Regions from separate parts of the Mus musculus genome. Here regions 2, 3, 4, 5, 6 and 7 are each linked to region 1. Evidence: chromatin contacts called from public HiChIP or PLAC-seq and promoter capture Hi-C data. All regions are on one chromosome and are shown on one strand. Each heading gives the region's core, a stretch centred on a gene start, on an enhancer-like site or on the middle of the called end of the contact. The rest is flanking DNA. Distances are from core to core; before and after follow the strand shown. Region 1 holds the start of Gfpt1 (glutamine fructose-6-phosphate transaminase 1). Region 2 holds the start of Isy1 (ISY1 splicing factor homolog). Region 3 holds the start of Tia1 (cytotoxic granule-associated RNA binding protein 1). Region 4 holds the start of Aplf (aprataxin and PNKP like factor). Region 5 holds the start of C87436 (expressed sequence C87436). Region 6 holds the start of A430078I02Rik (RIKEN cDNA A430078I02 gene). Region 7 holds the start of Pcbp1 (poly(rC) binding protein 1).

Region 1 (3,125 bases), core at 182-2,681:
ATTCCCATTTTACAATATTATTAGTGGTATCATATATAATTCTCATGGTATCTTTTAGTAACACTTTTTGATAATGGGGGGCGGGGGTGAGGGGTAAGACAGAGTTTCTCTGTGTAACTGTGCTCCAGCTGTCTTGGAACCAGGTTGTACTCAAAATCACTGATTTCCACCTGCCTCTGTCTCCTGAGGGCTAGGATTAAAGGCGTTGTACCACCACCGCCCAGCTAAATAAGAAGCCTTAAAATATGGAATAAAAGAGCCTGTTTTTTTTAATGGTTGTAGTAAAGACATATGTTAAACAGGTGTACATGCATGATGTGGGATCTTTAGCCAGGACTACTACTCTCTCTTCCAACAAGATCAGCTCTGAGCCCATTTCATCAAGTTATTGATTTAGTAATGGTTCCTGTTGAGAGACTTAAGAGTGGCAGAAGTCATGTGGGGTATCACTGTCAGTGCGTTGGCTTGAGTTCTCGCAGGCCTGCCTAAAATAAAGTGACTAGAATTAAGTATTTTTAAGACTGCAAGATAAGTAAATTCAAGAAATGCTACCAGCCAGGAGTGGTCATTCATACTTATAATCACAACACTTGGAAGGCTGAGACAGGGCAATGTGAATTACAGGCCAACCTGGGCTACCAAGTGGGACCCAGTTACAAAGAGACAGAAAAAGGGGATTTGGGGGGTGTGGCTAAGGGAAAGAGTACTCACTCACTTGACAAGCTGCCTTTATGAGTTTAACCCCCAGTACCACACAGCATGTTCACAGGTCGCCTCACTCACCTGGTGGACCTTCCCCTAGGCATCCCTCCATACTTGGTCTCACTTTGAGCCTCACAGCTCTTCTAAGGTAGGTATTCATCTATCCTCTGAGCTCTATGCAAAGGTGCCCCTTGAACGCTCTGATACCCTCCCTGGCCCACCCCACCCCCAATCCTCTAGCCCCTTTAAGTAGCCTCTGACTCCTAGGGCCCCCACAATCTCCTCTGCCGGTCCCTCTTAAGCACACTAGCTCCGGCCGCCCCTTCAACACCGGAATCCCCATCTTAGAGTCCCTGCCTCACGGACAGCAGCCTTTCTCCCCAGAGACCCTTCTCCTTCCAGATCCCGGCTCCCCTCAGGACCCTCAATCTCCTCGGGATGCCCGCTCCACAAGCCCCCCTTCTCTTCAGGACCCCAGCCCCAAGGCCGCTCTGTTGACACGCGCTGTCCACCTCTGGCTTCACTGCGCGGGCCCTGCGGCCACCACACACCCCCATCGCTGCCCTTACCGCACATGATGTTGGTCACGGGCGAGGGCTGAGCTGTCGGGCGCGCGGAGAGCTTCAGAAGCGAGGGTGAGCTCGGGCCGGGGTGGTGGCAATGAGAGGACTCTGGGATGCGACAGCTCAGACCCGACAGTCCGACTCAGCGCTCGCTTCGCTCTCAACTGCCGCCCCGCCCCCCCCGGCCACGCGCGCCGCCGCGGCTCTCCCATTGGGCCGCGCCCGCGCCGCTCACGCGCAGGCATCGCCCGCCCAGCGCGCAGACGCAGAGCTGCGGGTAGCGACGTGGCAGGGGCTCGACCAGCATCCGCTTTAGGTTCCTGGAGCCGCCCGCTGAGGGCGAGCCGAGCCTCGGAGGAGGAGGAGGAAGGGAATGTTTACACAGCAGTTTGTGTGTTTCAAGGGGAACGGGAAGGAGGGAGACAGAGAGAAAAGCTGTAGGGCAGGAGGGAGAGCCTGGGACAGACGTGTCAGTGTGCAGAGCCACGGTGGCCGGAACTGCGCTGCTGGCGCAGAGGTGCGGGAGCCTGCAGGACGCCCTCGGGCAGCCATTCCGGTGACGACCTGAGCTGTAGGCAAGGTGCTCAGCGCCCCACTCCCTGCCTTCCTCACTGTTCTCTGCCTAAGGTACCACTAGTCAGTAGTCCCAGCACTGCGCCTGCGCTCAGGGAAGCTGTGGGCACGTTGTACTCGGGATCGCTCTTGTCGCGAATGAACTCTCCGTTGAGAAAAGAGGAGTTAGCGGGGCGTTCCCTTTCAGAAGGTTTAAATAATACCTTGGAGCAAAAGTAGCTGGTTATCAGCCCGCACTTGATAGCTCTAACGGAAATGAATGAGTAGGGCCCACAGAAGCACTCTCAGCCAGAATCCCCTTCCTACTGCTCCAGCATTCAAAACTGCACGCCAGGGTTATTCTACAGAGTCCCACATCACATCCTTGCCACTTTTAAGTGTGACATCTTTAGGTCTCCCCAAGATGGTTTTAACATCTCATCCTTTGATCTGTCTCATACAATAACAGACTTCTTTGGTTTTTTGTTTTTTGTTTTGTTTTTTGTTTGTTTGTTTGTTTTGAGACAGGGTTTCTCTGTGTAGCCCTGGCTGTCCTGGAACTCACTCTGTAGACCAGGCTGGCCTCGAACTCAGAAATCCGCCTGCCTCTGCCTCCCGAGTGCTGGGATTAAAGGCGTGCGCCACCACGCCCGGCTATAACAGACTTCTGTATTAAAGGTGGTTTTTTTCCTCTCCCCACTAAACTGTTAAGTTCCTTTATGATAGAGTGAGATTTTTTTGTTTGTTTGTTTGGTTGGCTTTTTTTTTTTTTAATAACCAACACTTGCCTAGTCATAGACCAGAGCAATACGTGGCAAATTAAAACTGTTCTGGTGGCTGGAAAGAGTGATAAAAGCCTTATAGGCTTGTCCTAAGCTCTTTGTATGTGCAAGGAAGCAAAGGCTTTTCAGTTTTTTTATCGCCTATCTCAAATAGAGGCTAGAAAAAGTAATCAAGGAAGTATTTCTCATCTAAAAGGCTCTTCATTATTCCAAGCCATTACACAGGTCCCTAGATTACGTTGGCAGAGCTAACACAGTGACATGTTCCTTAGAGGACCTCTTAGAGACCCTCCCCTGGAAGGCGACTTGAATGATACTGCACAAGAACCGAAGTGTGGTTCTGGTGCCTTGCCTCCCTTGTTTGCTGGCAGCAAACCTGTCGATGCCACAAAGGAAATGGCAGTAGTACCAGCAAAGTGTTTCAGCTACAGTACTTTGTTCAGCTGTGCCTACCGACTCACAGTTCCTTATCTTACCCATCTCCGTTCTGCTGCTGTCTGGGTAGGTGCTCAGCACCAGCTGAAAG
Region 2 (3,125 bases), core at 456-2,955, 800 kb before region 1:
TTAAGAGTTAAGGCAAAAATTCTTGGGGCTCCTGACCCAAAGCACCACCGACAATCATTTGGTTACATCCCCACAACCTATTTGGAAGAAGTGGGGGACACAGAATCTAGTTGGGTGACCGGCTGCCCACTTACATATATGTTCTAAAGTATCTGTCAGAACCTGTTTGATCCTGAACTACTAGTTCACGCCTCTGCTGAGATCTTGGAAAGCCGATATAGTGAGCTGACCATGGCTGAGATGTACAGCCAAAAACGTCTGCCAAATGCATACCAAAACAAATATTCTGGTTCCTGTCACCTACATCTGACTGCAAATGTCACTGGTTTTTAGCTCAATAAATGCCGTATACCTGAGCTTTGATGCAGTGTGCTTTGGGACAAGAGCCTGCCCACTAGTTGCCAACTAATAAGGGACTCTAATTTGGTCTTATATGCACGGTGGTAACATTCTTGCATGGACTATGACAGGGTACTCTCCTTAGTGTTGACTCAGTGGGAGAGCCCACCACCATTTCCAGAATCCATCTCTGCTAAGTGACTCACGTAGTCTCTAACTTCCCACTTGCTCCAGGTAGCTTTTTCTTCTCTGGACCTTACTCCGTATTTCATTTTCTTCTCATTACGTTTTTGTTTTTCGAGTCGTTTCGTGTGGCTATCCTGGAACTTAACTTTGTAGACTAGCTTCAAACTTCAAAGATATGCCTGCCTTCTGAGTCTTGGGATCCAAGCTGCCTTTTTCTTTAGTTTTTGAGGCAAGTTCTCACTATGCACCCCCGGCTCGCCTGGATTTCCTCTCTATGAAGACCAGGGTGTCCACCAGTTCACAGAAACTGGCCTCTTTTGCCATCAAAATGCTGGGATTGAAGGCATTAGCCAACAAGCCTGGCCTTATCTCTGTATTTTATTTTAATTAATTAATTAATTTGTTTTTTCGAGACAGGGTTTCTCTGTGTAGCCCTGGCTGTCCTGGAACTCACTTTGTAGACCAGGCTGGCCTCGAACTCAGAAATCCGCCTGCCACTGCCTCCTGAGTGCTAGGATTAAAGGCGTTCGCCACCACCGCATCTCTGTATTTTAAAAGATGTGGTCTCTGCCTTCTGGGAATGTGTGGAGAGAGAGCTGATTCCTTGGCTTAAATGTTTCTTTCACGATCACATCTGTCAGTTTCATGGAAACAGCCACCTTTAATAAAGAATAATGATAATTATACACGTTTCTTAAAAGGAGGACGATCATAGTCTCAGTCACTGTTCAGCTCCAGGTAAATGGCAGGCAGCGGTGAAGAAGCCTCCCAGGAAGACAGGTTCGCCCCAATGGCTATGGTTTGCCCCAGTGCCTGCGCCTGGCGGGTCCAGGCAGGTGACAGAACTCCACGCAGGGTCCCTAGGGGCTATGAACACTCAGTGCATTCAGAGAGGTGCAGTCATTTTCAAAAAGGTCATCTGCTGTCATAGAAGACTCAGGAAGGGCAGAGGCAGGCGAATCTTTGACCGCAGTTACCAGCAGAACGAAACCAAACGACAAATGACGCACACATTCCTGCCGCGCAAGCGTAGTCTTGCTGACTTAGGCGCGGGATGACGCACTGGACACGCGTCGGCGGGAAGCCGCCTACCGAAGCTCCACTGCAATTCTCTCCCCTCCCTCGTCCTCCCTCCCTCGCTTCCGGTCCTTAATTTCCGGTCCTTTCCATTTAGTCTTCCGACAAAAAGACCAGACTGTCCGCTGTTTTCCGTTCCCGCGTCTGCCTGCCTTGTTCCGGGCGCCTGAGCACGTTGCGTTGCAGAGCGGCGCCAGGGCGCCCTCGCCGGCACCATGGTGAGTGCGTTGGGGAAGGGATGGGGCTCACGGGGGACCCGAGGTCTGGGCCAGTGTGCGGCCTCGGGCTCCCTGGCCTATGCCGGGATTCTTTTCCCACCTGGCGTAGCTGTAAGAAATGGCAAGAAAACTGAGTTTGGGAGCTGTATTGCGTCTTGGTGGTTCAGTCTGGGTGAAGCACATTATGCGTAGAGACTGAACGGCCCGGGCGTTCTCAGGTTCCACGGATAGGACCTTTTAAAGGGCAGGGTCTCCACGCCTTTGCTTGCCTGAAACCGAGGACAGAATCTGACATTCTCTAGACGTGTGTGACATAACCGTGAGTGAATGAATAGGATGGGCTGATCTGTTGAGAGGTTGTGATTCTCGGTTTCATTCACTCAAGAAGCGTTTAATATGGAAGTATGAGATCAGACACAGTGTTGGTTCAAAGAGGCGCAGTTACTGTAGTAATTTCAAAGTAAAGTGTCCGTGGACCTCGAGAGATGGCCCAGTGATCAAAAACCACTTCACTTTGGTTCCCAGCACCCACATGGTTGCTTACAATCATCCAAAACTCTAGTTTTAGGGGATCCAACACCCACTTGTTAAGTGACACTAGACACTCATGTGGTGCACTTACATGCATACATGCAAAGCACTCATACACATACAAAAAATATTAAAAAATTAAAGGTAAAAATCCCCTTAAAAGTATACGGAGTGGCTTTCATACTTCTGAGATTTATTGATGTCTTTGAAATCTGTATAGTCTTATCTACAAAACCAGCCCATTTTGGTAGATATTTATCTATATGCATATACCAAATTATGTTTAAGGATCAGGTGTAAGTATATGCATAACCACGTGCAAAATATGGACACATTCAAATATATAGGCCTTCTTGTCAGTCTGTGCTTTATAATACTAAGTAGAAAAAAAACATTAATACACTTTGGGCGGGGTGGTATTTACACATACATAGGGGCAAACAGATACATACTCCTGTTAAATAAAACAGATGCATAAACATTTAAGGAAGCCATGGAATGCTTACAGAGGATGTTTTGGACACTACAGACTGTTGAGAACAGAAACCTAAAAAGGAGAGGAAACAGTGGTCTTGAACAGCTACTTCTGAAGGAGGGTGTGTCCTGTATTGATGTCATGTTCATATATCCACCTTCCACTGGCCAGGTTCCTTTCAGAGTTGATTGGAAGGGGCAATCTGAAGGGCAAGTTAAATTAAACTCATCTTGCTGACTCTCTAGACTGTGTGTCTGTTTCTGCTTGACTTCATGCGTTTATCTGAGTAAGTCATCATA
Region 3 (3,125 bases), core at 392-2,891, 640 kb after region 1:
AGTAAGTATATTTCACATAATACATTAAAAATAGCAACTTGAAATTTAAATTGGGGCAAAGTGTATGGCACAGACTTTAATCACAGTGTTCAGAAGGCAGAGGCAGACAAATCTCTGAATTTTAGGCCAACCTGGTCTGTAATAGTGAGTCTGGGACAGCCAGAGATACACCCTGTCTCAATAAAACAAAACAAACAAAAGAAAAAAGAAATTGAAAATGGGCGAGGGGAAAAAGAATAACGTATCTGTACTTCAGAACAATTTTAATAACTAGAAAATGTCAAAAAGAACCCTAAATGTACATAGCTCTAAAAGTACCAGGATTCTAGAAATAAAAAGCTATGGCAGGAACTAGGTGCAGAGTTAAGGCCCGTAACATGATACATGTTCATCCTACTTCATTTATATGAACTATATGCACGATACATCAAGTTGCAATCTTCAAATATACCGGGAGAAAAAAACAACAACCAAAACCCACAATTTCTTGAGCTTTTCTTTTTTGCCCTGTGAAACCCAACAAAGGCACAACCGCCTCAACCCGTGCGTTGAAAAACAAAGAATGCAAGGGGAAGTTACATGACAAAGACAATATCCTAGACTCGAGTTACAAAATATTCACTAAAGATGCTTACACCTGACTGACCACAGTTACTCCATTAATAAAAATGTCAACCACTAGTCGCAAATGGTGGTAAATATGTTTTAATGAAACCCACTTTCCCTCGGTAGATGCATCCCTCCGAGTGAGATTTCCATTTTTTAAGAACGGTTTCAACATCCTTGGGTGTCCAGTTAGGTTTTTTGGTCGAGGGTCAGGGGAGTACTACAGAGGGAAAGCCGAAGACCTTCGAGAAAGATGTCTGGCTTTTTTTTTTTTTTTCTTTCCAGTTCTCAACTGCAAGTATAAAGTTTTTAACCTCAGCCTTCAAGAATTAAAAATGAAAAAAATCCTACCAAAAGAAAAGAGAAAGGACGTTCCAGATGGAAATCTGGAAAAGATTCATCGAAAAGAGGGGGCGGGGAAAAAAAGGACGCAAGCATGGGACTCCAGGAGGACGTGCCGAGTCCTGAGGAGAGCTTTGAATGAAAAGTCCTTCCTCCAGGTCTGGGGGCCGCGGGTGCAGCCAGCCGAGGGGTGACAGGGGCCGAGCCCCTCTCCCGCCATCGTCCTCTCGGCCCGGCTCGGCTCTAAGCATCCTGGCGTGCGCACGGGAGGGAGGAACCACCACAGCGCGGCGTCCACGGAGAACAATAGGCTGCAGAGAGGCGCAGGGCCGCGGCCTCCCTACGGGGCGACCACCATCCCGCCTCCCTCAACGCTGCTCCAGACTCACAGAGTCTTGGGCATCTCGTCCTCCATGGCTGCTGCGGTCGCGGCGGCACCTCAGGGTCCAGCTCCCTGCCCTTCGCTACCTCCCAAATCCTTGAGGCGGGCTATGGCTGCGGAAGAGCCGGCCTCCTCGCTTGACCGGAGGCTACTTCGCTTTCTTCTTTGGCAGCGATTACACAAAAAAAGGCCCGGCCTACCGCGAACAATGAAACCCCGATCCAAGATGGCGGCGAGCCGGACGCCTAGGAGCCGGCAGCCGAGTGACCCGTGCCGCGCATGCGCACAGCCAGCTAGCATGCTCACCCTCCTGGCAGCCGGGTTTAGGCTTCAAGGACGGGGTTCACTTGGTGCGCAGCCGCGCTGCCACCAGGCAAGGGATGGCTCAGAGTGCGCAGACGCAATGCCAGTAGTTTAGGATTTCTGTAGTTTCAGAGCGGAGTGTTTCATTTGTGAATTATATAGTGAAATTAAAAATCCTTGGGGAGGTTAAAGAAATAAAATAGCAGGTGTTTTTCTAGCAGGAAAATTTTCTTTTTGCACACTATTTAAAGAGAGAAAAGACATGCGCCGCCCGGGAATCGAACCCGGGTCGCAAGAATGGGAATCTTGCATGATACCACTACACCAGCGGCGCTGTTGAGGATTTGGGCGTCCGAAAACTCATAGGAGATACGTTAGTATCTCTGCCTATTGGATTCTTGATTTATGTAAATGAAAATTAGAACGAATTGATACTTGCACTTTTTCCGTTGCTTTATGAAACGATTCATTCTTTCTCATACCAATGCTGTTGAGTGGCTGTTTGAGAAAAATCTCGACTTTCATTTTTGCTTATTATTTAGAAGTAAGAGTTGTGGTAAGAAAATAAGGTCTACTTGACAATAAGCAATACTTTGCGAGCAGGAATCATATTTATGTCTGGATTTCTTTTGTATACCCAATGTAATCGAAAAGCTGGTAATAACAGAGTTACTGTTGCAAATTGGTGAGAAGAATCTCAACAGTCAGCCCTTGCTTAGGGTTCAGAGTTATGGCTCTGGAATGTGGTTCCGGTACTTTTTTTTATCCTTTCTTATTACACTATACATATTATGTAAAGCATTTATTAAAGACGTGAAAGTTTTTGTATCCAATGTCGTTCTTTTACATCAGTGGTCCTCAAGATTCCTAATGTTGCGACCTTTTAATACAGTTCCTGGCATTGTAGTGACCCCAACCATAACAGTACTTTTGTTGCTACTTCATAACTGTAATTTTGTTACTGATATGAATTGTAATGTAAATACTTTCAGCGATAGAGGGGTGGTAAAGGGGTCGCGACCCACAGGTTGAGAACCAATTGCGTACTCTGCCATATTTGGGATTCCCTCTCTCTTTCCTTCTTCCTCCCTCCTTTCCTTCCTTCTTTTCTTTCAACTTTTCTGTTTTTCAAGACAGGGGGTCTCTGTGCAGAACTGGCTGTCCTGGAATTAGCTCTGTAGACTAAACTAGCTTCAAACTCAAAAGATCCTCTTGCCTCTGCCTCCCTAATGCTGGGATTAAAAGCATGAGCCACCACCACCCCACATTTGGGAGTTCTACTTCTATAATTATCTCTAGAGTACGTCATATTTTCAGATTATATAGAGTCTATATTATAGACAGAAAACAAATATTGTCCACACTTCAGAACGCAGAAGTAGGTAGGAAGTTCAGGAGTTCAAAGCCAACCAATGCTATTTAGAAGCAAGCGCCTCTCTTCAAACAAACAAACAAAGAAACAAACAATAATTTTAAAGAAGAGTATGGCAAA
Region 4 (3,125 bases), core at 173-2,672, 630 kb before region 1:
GCCTGACTTCCCTTCTGCCCCCCAAGTTAATTTTGGTTTTCTGGTTCTGTATAGATTTCATTGGAGTTTTGATTAGGAAGAGGGACAAAGAGCTCCAAGGTCCCCAAGTTCATCTTCAGCCTCCTAAAGTAAGGCTAAGGTTTAAGTAGGGGGCCAGCATTTGAATATCTGAGCCATCTCCAGTTGCAAGGTGTGGCCCTGCCCATTACTGCTGAGGTTCTAGTGCTTCAGCAAGGCATTCTGACAAATTGACGGGACTGTGAAATCTCTCCGGGGGAAAGTCTCTCGTCTTGATGGGTCTGCCTTTTGACTTTTTAATCCAGCATGAGATTACTAAGGAAAATTCCAGTCTCTTAAGGCCCACTGTTCTGAGAGCCAAAATGAGGGTCACAGTGACTCTTTAGAATAACTCCATTTCCCCTAGGCTTGTGACAAGGTGGCCTCTTGGGGAAGAGAAGACCTTGTGCCTCCTGGAGGCATTAGGGGATAAGACTCCAACTCCATGACCTTCTGCAGAGTCCTGTAGTACAGGCTTTAATATGGAAGAGAAAGCCCTCCAGACACAGGCCTAGCTGAGGCTGTCCTCAGCCACAAGAAAGGAAAAGATCTTAAGAGAGCAGTGCCAAACTCTGGGCCAGGCTTCCTCCAAAGAGAAAGTTCCCTCTAGCTGGGAGCCCTGAGCTTAGCAACTGGCTTCTCCATAGAAAAGACCACCTTTCCCCTCCATCCCGTCCCTGTAGGTTTGCCCCCCACCCTCGGACCCTAGGTTTGCTTCCCCCAGTCCAGGCCTCCACCAAAGAGAAAGACAGGCCTGCTACAGATCCCAGCCAGAGAATATGCCTCTTTTATAGAGAAGGAAGATTCTCCGGCCCCGTGGGCCAAGTGTCTGAGCCAGGCCTTTGAAAATAGAAGCTCCACTGGCTGCAGATCCATCCCCAAATGAGTATGGGGCGCCTGCACAGGAAAGTTAATGACCCTCTTGAGGCTGAACCCTAAAAATCTAAGTCCAGACATACTTCTTGGAGTAGGGAAGACAGTCCTGCCACGGAGGCCTTATTCTAGCCGAAGCTGTCTCCTTATGGAAGAGAAGGGGAAGAAGCAGATACACACATCATACTCCATTGGGAAAAGAACATCCCCCTGTTGAAGTCACAGGGCCACGGGCCAGCACTGTGGTTCATTTAAAAACTCAGGCCAACCCTCTCCTAAGGCCTTGACGTCAGCACTACTCTAGCCCCACCCCTGCCCAAGCACGAATCAACCTAGGCGCAGAGATGCGCGTATTGCCTTCTGGGATTGGTAGTTTTTCCATGCAGTCTGTACTCCGGAAAGGAGCCGAAGGGAGGTGTCAGGAACTACAAGACCCAGCGTTCCATGAGTCCTGTGAGAGGAAGTGCTGGAAGATTGTGGGTGTGCGTTCCAGTTTTTAAGCTGTAGTTTGGCGGTCTGTTGACAGGTATTCCCTGCACGAATCACAGGCTCTCAAGGAGTGGGGATTCCGGAAAGGGAAGAAGCACACTCACCAGGAAAGGAGCCTCGGGTTTCACACCCCTTCGGGCCATGCCCAGCGTGCCTGAGGGAGGTGGCTACGAGGTATCTCCTGGCGAAGGAACCTTCTCTTACCGCCATGCCTTCGGACTTCTTTCTGCAGCCTCTGGACGGCGGTCCCCGCGTGCCCGTGGGGCCGGGGCAGACTGTGATAGGCCGCGGGCCGCTGCTGGGAGTAAGTGTGGGAGGTAGTGTGGGCGTGGGCAGCCAGAGCTTGCTCAGCCGAGGCTGTCTCTTGTCTCCTGAGCTTGGGAACTCCGCGTCTTGGCTCTGCTTGTCAAGATTTTATAGGTTTGGGGCAGTAGGTTTTCAAACAACGTTAGTCAAGTCCCAGACATTTCTTTTTGGTGCCTGTATGGTTCGAGTATGGACCGAGTTAACATCATTAGCCTATCCAGCTGGCAAACGAGGGCCAAATCCAAGTTGAGCTAAGTTCGGGTTGTAAGATGTAAAATGTAAACAGACCAACTAAACAAAACCGCTGCTAGTATTTAAAGACGTATAGTACTCTAAAGGTTAATGTGTTGCATGTTGACCTACAAAGCTTACAATATTTACGGTACTGTATGAGCCATAACAGGGAAGGTTAATCACCTCCCTTAAGCTAACTTCTTTTATCTCCTTGCCTTCTCTGCTGGGCTGGTGGGCCTTACCAATAATAGCAGTATCCCTTTTGGTAGTATCAGTAGCTGTCTTTAAGTTGTCTGGGTAGTGAACCAGTCATTGTTCTAAAGAGATGACTTTAATTTACTACTTCCAAAACTTTTTGAGTTAGGTGCTTTTTATTAGCCTTGTTCAAATGAGAAAGTTGGAGTATAAACTGGTCATTTAAAGGTGATACATGTACAAATGGCCACTATGCTATATATTCTTTACCCTCTTTGGGAGGAGTAGGAACCAAACCGTTTGCAGTTTGCACTATGAAATTATATTTGGTGGTATTAAACCATTTAGCATTGCCACAAGACCTATCATTTACAAAGGCCACTCTAGAGAACCTGGCGGTCGAGTTGAAATATCACAAGGGAGAGATGGGCTAGCCATTAAGAGCCTGGAATTTATTACAGAGGACTGGCTTCCCAGCACTTATGTCAGGCAATTCACAAATGCTTGTAATTCTGCCTCTCTGGGCAATGTACACACATGCATATCCTAACATACAGGTATACATATATAGTAAAAAATAAAATTTTAAAAATTCACAAAAAATTGTTTTTAAAAATCTCTGCCATTATTTTCCACCTGAGTGGTATTTTCTGTGTTCTTACTGCCCTGTTTCTTGGTTTCTTTTCTCTTTGTTTTTCCCCATTATCATAAGAGTTTTGTGCTCCAACATAGATTGTTGGATTGGTGTTTATGTTTTTATGAGCATGGTAGTTTTGTAGTTTCCGTTTCCGGGTTGTGCTTTAGATTTTGATATGTTTTGCTCTAGCTGTTGATTCTTGGAGGGTGTGTTGATATGTTAGAATTTAGGTTATCTTAAATATAGTTGCCTTTAAAGAGAGGGTCTCACAACATAGCCTGAGCACCCCTTGAACTTGCAGTTTTCCTGCCTCACTTCCAAGAGCTGGGGTTAC
Region 5 (3,125 bases), core at 219-2,718, 600 kb after region 1:
GCCAACAGGCTGCACTGCATATGTCTGGAACTGTAGTTACAGGTGCTTGTGAGCTACTAGACATGGGTGCCGGGGACTCAACTCAGATCCTCTGCAAGAGCAGTATGTATTCTTAACTACTGGGTGGTCTTTCCAGCTCCCACCTCTTTTTTGAAGATAGGGTCTTACTATGTACACCTGGCTGTACTCAATATGTGGACCAGGCTGGCATCCAAATCACAGATATCCCTCTATGAGATTTTGTACCTGCAGAATAGGAAAAGGACTTCCATTAAAGAACTAAGTACAGTGTGCTGAGTAAGATGCGACTGTAAAGCCATTAAAAACAGTTGAGATCTGTATACCAGTAACAAAGCTTAGTGCTTTGTGTATGCTATGCTTGGTTTTGAAAGGAAAGGAAAGGGGAAAATGGGGCTGCAGAGATGGCTAGTGGTTAAAAGTGTGTATTGCTCTTTTAGAGGGCCCAAGTTTGGTTCCAAGCAGTAACATCAGGGCTCATCTGCCTAAAACTCTTAATTCTGGGAAGTCCAACTCCTTTGACACACTGGATATACACACATGCATACACAAAAATCTTTTTTTAGAAAAGACTTTAAGGACACAGCATAGTTGTCTATTTCCTCAGCAGTAATTTGAGACCCGAGAAATGGAGGTTTAATCTCATTTTTTTTACTATTCGAATTTGAAAACATGTATCACTACGAATTATTACAGAGTTTTTTTCTTATTTTCCTTTTTTGGGGTGTGGTGGGGCGGGAGGTAGGGGGCAGGATTTCTTTGTATCGCTCTGGCTGTCCTGGGATGGACCGGGGAAGCCTCGAACTCAGAGACTCGCCAGTCTCTGCCTGTAGAGTTCTGGTATTAAAGGAGCTCGTCACCATACCCAGTTTGTTCTTTTCTTTTTGAGACAAGGTCTGTTATGTAGCCTAGCTGTCCTGGAATTTGAGATCTTCTTGCCTTCGCCTCCCGAGTGCTGGGATGACAGGCTGCGCCACCACGCCCGGCTTGCAGACTCTGTCTTAAAAAAGGATACACAAGGAACGCGACTTGTGAAGGAGCTCCGCTGGAAACCTGAAGGGTCTCCCGATGATTGTCTCTTCTCAGCAAGAGGGTGAGCAGCGCCTGGCGCTGGCTGAGGGAACCCGAGGCGCGGTAGGCTGCCCCCTGTCCCATGCGGCCGCTGAGCTGGTCGGTGTGGGGACGCTGTTTTGGGCACGTGAACACCGCCCCAAGTAAGAAAGAAGTATTCGAGTGCATGCATTCACACAAGGGATCCTGTGGAGGCGCTATTTACCCATTTTAGGAATAAAACTGTCTGGTTGGATCGAGACGTCACAGCTCGCAGACCTTTACTGATTGTAGAATCAGCCCGGTCACTGTCAAATAACAGAGTCCGGGCCACAATTCCTCGGTGTTGTTTAGGGGAGCGCGCCTAAGCTCAGCTTCCGGGAACGGCCGGCTGGAAAACGCACTTCCCATGCGACCCGCTTCCCGGCATCCTGCGCAAAACGCCCACTTCCGGCGGCGTCAAACTGAGGGCCCAGCAAAAATGTCAGCAGTCCGACACGCAGTTCCCCGAACACTTTTTCCGCCTCTGTTCCCACCCTAAGCCGTGCTCCGCCGGTGCTTGGCCTCTCCCACTTTGCCCCCTTACCTGCCTCGCAACTCTAGGAATCTCGTTGGTGACGACCCTCGCCGCGTCTCTTCTCCTTTTACAAACGGACTTTTACAAACACGTCCAAACTGTTTGCTTGTAACGACGGTCGTTATTGGTCAGATCAGCCCACGTGCGCCAAGGGCCCGCTCACCTCCGCTGAAGTGGCACCATGGGATTTGTAGTATTTCAGGGGAGTGCTCTCTTTTGGAAAACTACAGAGAAGGCTCAGGGTGCTGACACTTTGTGGCTTTACCTAAACGTACAGAACACACCAGCAAGGGCTTCCCGGTGGTCCCTAGTACATCGAACCTGAACAATTCTGTGCTGAAAACAGTTTTACTGGAATCGGAAGCAGAGCTCGCCTGAGCTTGTATGGTTTTCTCTCGCTTCGCTCTTACACATTATTGAACGACTCCCCCCTTGGAAAGAGCCGAAATAGACTTTATGTATATTTGTTCTTCAGAATCGTAAATCCCCGGCACCAATATTGTGTTTCCTGGAACTCTTTCTGTAGATCAGGCTGGTCTCGAACATAGATCCGCGGGCCTCTTCCCTCCAATGTGTTGGGATTAAAGACATGTGCCACCACCGCACTTCAGAAACACTCGGAAAGCTATGGTGCCTTAGGTGAGGCCGGTGTGTTCCCATAGCTTGGACACCTACTGGTGGTGCGCTGTAGGCACAATTGCTTTGCTCTAGCCAAATTTTACTTTTCTCCGTTACAGTGGCCCTTTTCTGGGATCAGATTTTTCTAATATTGTTTCAGAAACTGAAGGAACTAAAAAAAGAGATGTTTCCTCTCGCCACAATTTTTATTTGCTGTTAAGTTCAAAAGCATTCATATTTATACCTGGATCACATGGCTAGTTAGTTCCTAGCAACTGCCTCAAGTGGTGACCAGAGAGCATCAACCCTCATTTCTTTGCCTGGCATTGGGAAGTGTTTCTCCTTTGTTCTATAGTTCAATGTCAAGCCCTCCAATAGAGAGACATGCAGACAACATCTTTCTGGATGCTGTTTCTCTCCTTTCTCATTAAGTGTGCAGTGGTTCATGAAAGACCTTGTGATCCTCACCTCCCTGTCTTCAGAACCAGCCAACTTGGGTGTCCTCACACCAAGCTCTCCCAGGCTGCAATTTTCAACTGACATTTAAAAAAAAACAAAAAACAAAACAAAACAAAAAAAGCAGATAAAAACAAACAAAACAAAACAAAAAGCCGGGCCGTGGTGGCACACGCCTTTAATCACAGCACTTGGGAGGCAGAGGCAGGCGGATTTCTGAGTTCAAGGCCAGCCTGGTCTACAAAGTGAGTTCCAGGACAGCCAGGACTATACAGAGAAACCCTGTCTCGAATAAAAACAAAAAACAACAACAACAAAAAACAGGATATTAAGTTAAGCCATTCATTGCATTGTATGTCCCAGTGGTATCAGGCAACGCCAGCTGCCCGCTAGTTAGTGGACCTCC
Region 6 (3,125 bases), core at 454-2,953, 560 kb after region 1:
TAATGAATAAAATAGAAAATGTTAAGTTGGGCTGGTGAGATGGCTCAGTGGCTAAGAGCACCCGACTGCTCTTCCAAAGGTCCGGAGTTCAAATCCCAGCAACCACATAGTGGCTCACAACCATCCATAACGAGATCTGACTCCCTCTTCTGGAGTGTCTGAAGACAGCTACAGTGTACTTACATATAATAAATAAATAAATCTAAAAAAAAAATGTTAAGTTGTGCATATTAATTAGGCATATGGTTCAAGAATATTACCCTAGTACTTAGGAGTCTGGGCTAGAGGACTCCTCCCTATAAATCCAGAGAAACAAGGGATAGTAAGCTTCTAACACACACACACACACACACACACACACACACACACACACACACACACACGTACACACACGTACACACACGTACACATACGGCTTGGAGGTGCATACCTACAATCTCATCAGTTATGAGACAGAGGAAGGCAGTCAATAGTTCAAAGTCTAACTGGTCTCCAAAGTCAGTTTCAGGTCAGTCAAGGCTATATATAGGAGGAGATCTTTTTTTTAAAAAGTCAGAGATGGCTGTTGGTCAAGTGCCTACTCCAGGGCATGAGGCCCCCAGCTGTGACCCTAGGGACCATGTTAACACTGCGGGGTGCAGGGTGCTGTGTGTCTGTAACCTGTAGGCCATTGCTGGTGAGGAAAAGACAAGCCAATCCTGCAGTTTGTTGGCCAAGTCAATAAACTCAGGTTCTGCTGAGAGCCCGGTACCTCCCCACAGAGTGGGGTTCAGATCAGGGCTAGCATATCTATCTCCCAAGCAGCCTTTTCTGTTAAGGCATTAGACTCCTTTCTTCTAAGCAGAGAATATTGCTTGGCTGATAGAAAAACTGGAATTCTATCCTATCAACACTTAAACCAGGAGTGGCCCAAACCTATTCTAACACCTAGGTGATAAAGGAAGAAGGCTTGGAAGTTCAAGGTCACCCCCCAGCTACCTGTCAAGTTCAAGGTTAACCTGGGCTACAAAAGGTCAAATGCAAGGTTAGCCTGGGCTGCAAAGGATTTTCTAAAAACAAACAAACAAACAAACAAACAAACAAACAAACACCAAATCCCTGGGCAGGCATGATCTCTAACAGCTACCTTTCATTCCAGTACTAGGGAGGCAGAGAAAAGGCAGGCAAGTCTCGGCGAGTAAGTTCCAGGTTAGCCTGTATTACACAGTGAATTCTTGGACAGCCAGAGTTACATAATGAGACCCTATCTCAAAAACCACCACTAACAACACCATGCTTTGCTGGACACAATTGTTTTAATTACAACATTCAGAAGCAGGCAGATTGAGCTCCAGGCTGGCTAGAGATACCTACTGAGACCCTGACTTAACAAACAACAATAATACACAAAAATCTTTCTCAGAGTTATTTTTGAAACACAGTACGTTTGCTATCTGTAGTTGCATAACATGCACATGGGACTTTTCCCTGTATAACCATTCCCAGATAAAGGATGGGCAATGGGAGGTATATACTAATTTGTTTGCTGTTGTTTTTAAATTTTGAGTCGTGTAAACAAATTACTGATTCAAAGATGGAAATATATACAAATGTTTAAAAGCAAAGCTAGTGCAAGCTCTTGCTTTGCCTAGTCACACATCTTTGAGAGCGCTCCACGGCCCCTTCTGTGCAGCCAGCAGTGGCCTCTAGACTCTTGCTGCTCTTCGCATGGCCATTTCAGGACAGCCCACACCTGAAGGTCCACGAGCAGCTGCTTTTCTTCCCTGACTTGGAAACTCCAGAGCTGGGCTGCCTTTCTGAGGTCGACAGTCTAACAACCCGCTGCTTGCCCTTGATTCTCCTTTCTGTGCCTTCTCCAAGAGCCCTGGTAAGCTCTCCGCAGTTTTGCTGACTGTGTTTTCCTGTCTCCTCTGCTGGTGCCCTCCTCCTGCAAGGCAGCGTCCAGCCCCCTGCCAGCTGGTCATCCCTCTCTAAAGAAAACAAAGCTCCACAAAAGCCTCCAATATTCTCACCGAGTCTACAAACCTGAGATTTGCCTGGCTCTTGCTTTGGAGTGGAGTGTCCCTTGTGTACAATTAAACAGGATACATTAGTTTTAAGACACAGTTCCTTGGTTTCGTTTTGTTGACCCAATCAACTGGGAATGCCCGTTCTCATAAAATATCTGGCCCTGTGGAGAGTCCCATGGGGCAGTACAGTTTGTGTGAGAGTCTGGCTTAGTTGAGAGCCCCAGTAAATTTCCATTTGGTATTTCAGAGACTGGAGCTACATGGAATATGTATCTGCAGCTGTCTGAGGCCAGGAGTTGGGGGCAGAAACATGAGACCAAATTCCTGCCCTGACATCTGTGAGGGTTGTTAGGGGGTTGTCAATTGGCTATCATTGTCTGGAATACTTTGCTTAAAAAAAAATACATTTTCAGTAAACCAATCACATCACCAAGTTGTAGATATTTTCATGGTATTAGCCATTTTAAGGTCACCACACTGTGTGTGACAACATACAATTTATGATCATTGCTTTCCTCCCAACCCCCATTTCTTTCTAAGACAGGATGTCACTATGTAATTCCTCCTGGCACTATGTGGACAGGGCTGGCCTAGAACTCACAGAAATTTGCCTGCCTCTGCCTCTCTTTATTGCTCTTTCTTAAGTGTTTTTGGGGAATTAGCTTTTATATTGCAAAGATCACAGATAGCTGAAGTATAAACTAATTCACACAACCTCAATAACTCATTAATCTGACCCTGACAGCCATAGCATCCAGCTTTTAGCTTTCTTTAGCTACAATTCCTCAGCTCATGCATGTGATCTGAGACCTCTGCCAGGTGCGCTCCATGTGCTCTGAAAGCAAGTTGCTTTCACAGATGCCAAGTGTGGCCAGATCGCAGACATTAGAACAATCCATTCCTCCCCAGAGAGGATGCACCTTCCTTCCCTTGAGTGCCTTTAGATTGCTGAGGACAAAGAGCAGAAGGCCCTGGAGGCTGGTCACTCTCCAGCACACTTGCAGGGCTCAGCAAAGCCTGTCAGAAGCAGCAAGGAGCTTCCAAGGAAGTGACCCCCGCTCACCCCCACAAAGCTCACCCACAGAGAGAGAGGCTGGTGTTACTCAGGTTTCCTGA
Region 7 (3,125 bases), core at 235-2,734, 520 kb after region 1:
TTATTAGGCATAACAATCTTAAATCAGTTACAGCACCACCTGTACAACATCTAGAAAAAAACTAGAAATTTTTTCTAGATGCTTGGGTACTTGGTTACATACTGTGCACACACGCGCGCACGCACACACACAGGCACACACCTGCCTGCCATTACTCAGTTTTTTAAAAATCCCGTGTCAGGCCTGCATTTTATTTATTCTCCTGCCCACCAAGGGAATTAACTTTCTTCCAAAAGCACCTCTTGCTGTTTCATCCTATGGGAAATTCTGAGACTGATGAAAGGCACATTCTAGAGCTTTCAGACCCGGCCCAATTTTTCGATGGCGACACGTGTCGCCATTTTGTTGGGAAACATGGCCGCCAGCCCTCCCCGCTCGGGGGTGGGGTGGCGGTGGGGTGAGGAACGCCACGCTGGTCCTTTCGGCCAAGTATTAAACAACACGTTCCTTCACACGACCTCCTCCAGGCTGACTATGGCGGCGGCACGAGGAGCCGGCAAAGAAAGCACAAGGCGCTCTCCAGCGTCTCGAGGGCCATTTCCCGGCGGGAGGCCTCGGTCAGGGCGACCTCCCAAGATGGCGGCGGCGCCCAGGCTTGGCCGCCTCCCGAAAGCGTGGTCCAGGCGGCGGGCGAGCCAGCGCGGACATGCGGGGGGCCATGCCGGCACGCCGTCAGTGCGCACCGCTCCTCTAAGGTCTCGGGAACTATCGTGGGACATAAAACACGAGGGCAGGAGGTAGCGCCTCCGAGGGCTTCCCTAACCGGAGCCGACCAAGTGCAAACAAAGCATTATGTAAGTGGACGCCATTCCAGCGGCCCCCGTTCCTAACGCCACTAGCCCGAGCGGCACTCGCCGGGGCGGGTGACTCTCGCTCGAGTCTCTCTGCGTCGCGGACGCAGCCGCCGGACGGAGGCCAAGGTGGGGGCTGGGACCAGGCGCCCGGACGCCGGGGACGAAGGGGCCCCACGTGCCCAGCAGAGCGCGTGCACAGCCGCCGGGCCGCGCCTCGCCTCGCCGCCCCTCCCCCCACGGAAGCCAACGCGGGCCGCTCGCGCCCCCCCTCGCTGCCGCGCATGCGCCCTGGTCCCCTCCCGCGCACGTTTTCGACCCGCGGCGGCCTAGCTCCCGCCTGCAGCGGCCTCCGCCGATGCCTGTATCGCTCCGCCATCGAATCCTTGGGCGGACCGGGAAACAATTATCTGTCCCCGGCACAAAACCAGTATATTTTCCCAGTCCCCTGCCGGAGCCGCTAGGGTTAACAAAACACGTGCTCCCTCTCAATCTCTGCCGGGTCCCCAGTTTTGCCCACGTTGTCCGTTTTCAACCCGACGGCGGTGCCACCGGGTTATTTTTCTCAAGGGTCGCGCGCGCTGGCGCAGTCTTGTGACCTAAAAAAGCCGGTCCTCTTTTTTTTCTCCTAGGGGTCCTGCGCGGAAAGCACTTCCGGGGTCAGAGGGTACGCGGGGTTGAAAGCGGGCTTCCCGCCCCGCCCAGACCGCCGAGGCTGCCGCCGGAGTCGCCACCGCCGCGCCCTCGCCCACCCGCCCGTCGACCGCTCCCGGTCCCGCTCGCCCCCGTCGCCGCCGCCGCCAGTCCTGCGACGCCGCCGCGGCCTCCCGCCCGCGCCCGCCCGCTCCTGCGGCCCCCCGCTCGCCTCGCGCCGGCAGTTCGGGCCTACTCCTCCCCTCCCCCGCCAGCCGCCCAGGACTTGACCACGTAACGAGCCCAACTCCCGAACGCCGCCCGCCGCTCGCCATGGACGCCGGTGTGACTGAAAGCGGACTCAACGTGACTCTCACCATTCGGCTGCTGATGCACGGAAAGGAAGTAGGCAGCATCATCGGGAAGAAAGGGGAGTCGGTGAAGAGGATCCGCGAGGAGAGCGGCGCGCGGATCAACATCTCGGAGGGGAACTGCCCGGAGAGGATCATCACGCTGACTGGGCCTACCAATGCCATCTTTAAGGCCTTCGCCATGATCATCGACAAGCTGGAGGAAGATATCAACAGCTCCATGACCAACAGTACGGCGGCCAGCAGGCCCCCGGTCACACTTCGGCTGGTCGTGCCCGCCACCCAGTGTGGCTCCCTGATCGGCAAGGGCGGCTGCAAGATCAAGGAGATCCGCGAGAGCACCGGGGCCCAGGTCCAGGTGGCGGGGGATATGCTGCCCAACTCGACCGAGCGGGCTATCACTATCGCCGGCGTGCCGCAGTCCGTCACCGAGTGTGTGAAGCAGATCTGCCTGGTCATGCTGGAGACGCTCTCCCAGTCTCCACAGGGGAGAGTCATGACCATCCCGTACCAGCCCATGCCGGCCAGCTCGCCAGTCATCTGCGCGGGCGGCCAAGATCGCTGCAGCGACGCGGCGGGCTACCCCCACGCCACCCACGACCTGGAGGGACCACCTCTAGACGCCTACTCGATTCAAGGACAACACACCATTTCTCCGCTGGATCTGGCCAAGCTGAACCAGGTGGCAAGACAACAGTCTCACTTTGCCATGATGCACGGCGGGACGGGATTCGCCGGAATTGACTCCAGCTCTCCAGAGGTGAAAGGCTATTGGGCAAGTTTGGATGCATCTACTCAAACCACCCATGAACTCACCATTCCAAATAACTTAATCGGCTGCATAATCGGGCGCCAAGGCGCCAACATCAATGAGATCCGCCAGATGTCCGGGGCCCAGATCAAAATTGCCAACCCGGTGGAAGGCTCTTCTGGAAGGCAGGTCACTATTACTGGCTCGGCTGCCAGTATTAGCCTGGCCCAGTATCTAATCAATGCCAGGCTTTCCTCTGAGAAGGGGATGGGGTGCAGCTAGAACAGCGTAGGTTCGCTCGTAACCCCCTTCCTGCTGTTTCCCATGATCCAACTGTGTAATTTCTGGTCGGTAATTCCAGGTTTTAAATAATTTGTAAGTGTTCAGTTTCTACACTTTATCATCCGCTAAGAATTTAAAGAAAAATCACATTCTCTGTTCAGCCGTTAATGCTGGGATCCATATTTAGTTTTATAAGCTTTTCCCTGTTTTTAGTTTCGTTTGGGTTTTTTTGGCTCATGGATTTTATTTTCTGTTTGTCGATAAGAAATGTAAGAGTGGAATGTTAATAAATTTCAG

The links. Promoter capture Hi-C pulls out the DNA fragments that hold promoters and counts their contacts. HiChIP or PLAC-seq counts read pairs in DNA pulled down with a chosen protein or histone mark.
Region 2: a promoter capture Hi-C map of second pharyngeal arch cranial neural crest shows a contact between it and region 1. The contact joins the promoter of Isy1 here to the promoter of Gfpt1 in region 1. A contact is called at or near these places in 12 of 39 promoter capture datasets (the 3T3-L1 cell line, 3T3-L1-derived adipocytes, the C10 cell line and 8 more) and 3 of 115 datasets of contacts at active chromatin or transcription factors (astrocytes, effector CD8 T cells and memory CD8 T cells).
Region 3: a contact with region 1 is called in an H3K27ac HiChIP or PLAC-seq map of cardiomyocytes, with 4 times the contacts expected there. The contact joins the promoter of Tia1 here to the promoter of Gfpt1 in region 1. A contact is called at or near these places in 1 of 39 promoter capture datasets (liver), 2 of 484 Hi-C or Micro-C datasets (CD4 T cells and regulatory T cells), 6 of 115 datasets of contacts at active chromatin or transcription factors (astrocytes, cardiomyocytes, effector CD8 T cells and 3 more) and 1 of 9 other capture datasets (liver).
Region 4: an H3K4me3 HiChIP or PLAC-seq map of embryonic forebrain shows a contact between it and region 1, with 6 times the contacts expected there. The contact joins the promoter of Aplf here to the promoter of Gfpt1 in region 1. A contact is called at or near these places in 5 of 39 promoter capture datasets (the C10 cell line, the HPC-7 cell line, embryonic stem cells and 2 more), 10 of 115 datasets of contacts at active chromatin or transcription factors (the NIH/3T3 cell line, astrocytes, cardiomyocytes and 7 more) and 3 of 9 other capture datasets (embryonic stem cells, liver and macrophages).
Region 5: a contact with region 1 is called in an H3K27ac HiChIP or PLAC-seq map of thymic regulatory T cells, with 7 times the contacts expected there. The contact joins the promoter of C87436 here to the promoter of Gfpt1 in region 1. A contact is called at or near these places in 5 of 39 promoter capture datasets (the HPC-7 cell line, hippocampal neurons, liver and 1 more), 1 of 484 Hi-C or Micro-C datasets (uterus), 7 of 115 datasets of contacts at active chromatin or transcription factors (the NIH/3T3 cell line, astrocytes, cardiomyocytes and 4 more) and 2 of 9 other capture datasets (adipose tissue and pancreatic islet).
Region 6: a promoter capture Hi-C map of pre-B cells shows a contact between it and region 1, with 2.4 times the contacts expected there. The contact joins the promoter of A430078I02Rik here to the promoter of Gfpt1 in region 1. A contact is called at or near these places in 3 of 39 promoter capture datasets (liver and pre-B cells), 3 of 484 Hi-C or Micro-C datasets (CD4 T cells, cerebral cortex and embryonic stem cells) and 2 of 115 datasets of contacts at active chromatin or transcription factors (extraembryonic endoderm stem cells and stem cell-derived neural progenitor cells).
Region 7: an H3K27ac HiChIP or PLAC-seq map of microglia shows a contact between it and region 1, with 7 times the contacts expected there. The contact joins the promoter of Pcbp1 here to the promoter of Gfpt1 in region 1. A contact is called at or near these places in 2 of 39 promoter capture datasets (hippocampal neurons and neutrophils), 3 of 484 Hi-C or Micro-C datasets (CD8 T cells and embryonic stem cells) and 8 of 115 datasets of contacts at active chromatin or transcription factors (astrocytes, effector CD8 T cells, extraembryonic endoderm stem cells and 5 more).

What each region holds. Positions count from the first base shown.
Region 1 is chr6:87,041,152-87,044,276 of GRCm38.p6, reverse strand. It overlaps Gfpt1 (glutamine fructose-6-phosphate transaminase 1), which reads right to left and starts at 1,431. Exons shown (of 19, transcript NM_013528.3): 1 at 1,272-1,431. The coding sequence starts at 1,278.
Region 2 is chr6:87,837,339-87,840,463 of GRCm38.p6, reverse strand. It overlaps Isy1 (ISY1 splicing factor homolog), which reads left to right and starts at 1,705. Exons shown (of 11, transcript NM_133934.4): 1 at 1,705-1,820. The coding sequence starts at 1,818.
Region 3 is chr6:86,402,735-86,405,859 of GRCm38.p6, reverse strand. It overlaps Tia1 (cytotoxic granule-associated RNA binding protein 1), which reads right to left and starts at 1,641. Exons shown (of 13, transcript NM_011585.4): 1 at 1,338-1,641. The coding sequence starts at 1,363. n-TGccc4 (a tRNA gene) reads right to left here and starts at 1,967; the gene lies at 1,897-1,967.
Region 4 is chr6:87,670,458-87,673,582 of GRCm38.p6, reverse strand. It overlaps Aplf (aprataxin and PNKP like factor), which reads left to right and starts at 1,422. Exons shown (of 10, transcript NM_001372332.1): 1 at 1,422-1,723. The coding sequence starts at 1,628. It also overlaps E230015B07Rik.
Region 5 is chr6:86,437,017-86,440,141 of GRCm38.p6, reverse strand. C87436 (expressed sequence C87436) reads right to left here and starts at 1,468. Exons shown (of 10, transcript NM_001364557.1): 1 at 1,295-1,468.
Region 6 is chr6:86,479,408-86,482,532 of GRCm38.p6, reverse strand. A430078I02Rik (RIKEN cDNA A430078I02 gene) reads left to right here and starts at 1,703. Exons shown (of 3, transcript NR_131126.1): 1 at 1,703-1,867.
Region 7 is chr6:86,524,548-86,527,672 of GRCm38.p6, reverse strand. Pcbp1 (poly(rC) binding protein 1) reads left to right here and starts at 1,484. Exons shown (of 1, transcript NM_011865.4): 1 at 1,484-3,125. The coding sequence starts at 1,758. The coding sequence ends at 2,828. 1600020E01Rik (RIKEN cDNA 1600020E01 gene) reads right to left here and starts at 343. Exons shown (of 5, transcript NR_037960.1): 1 at 240-343.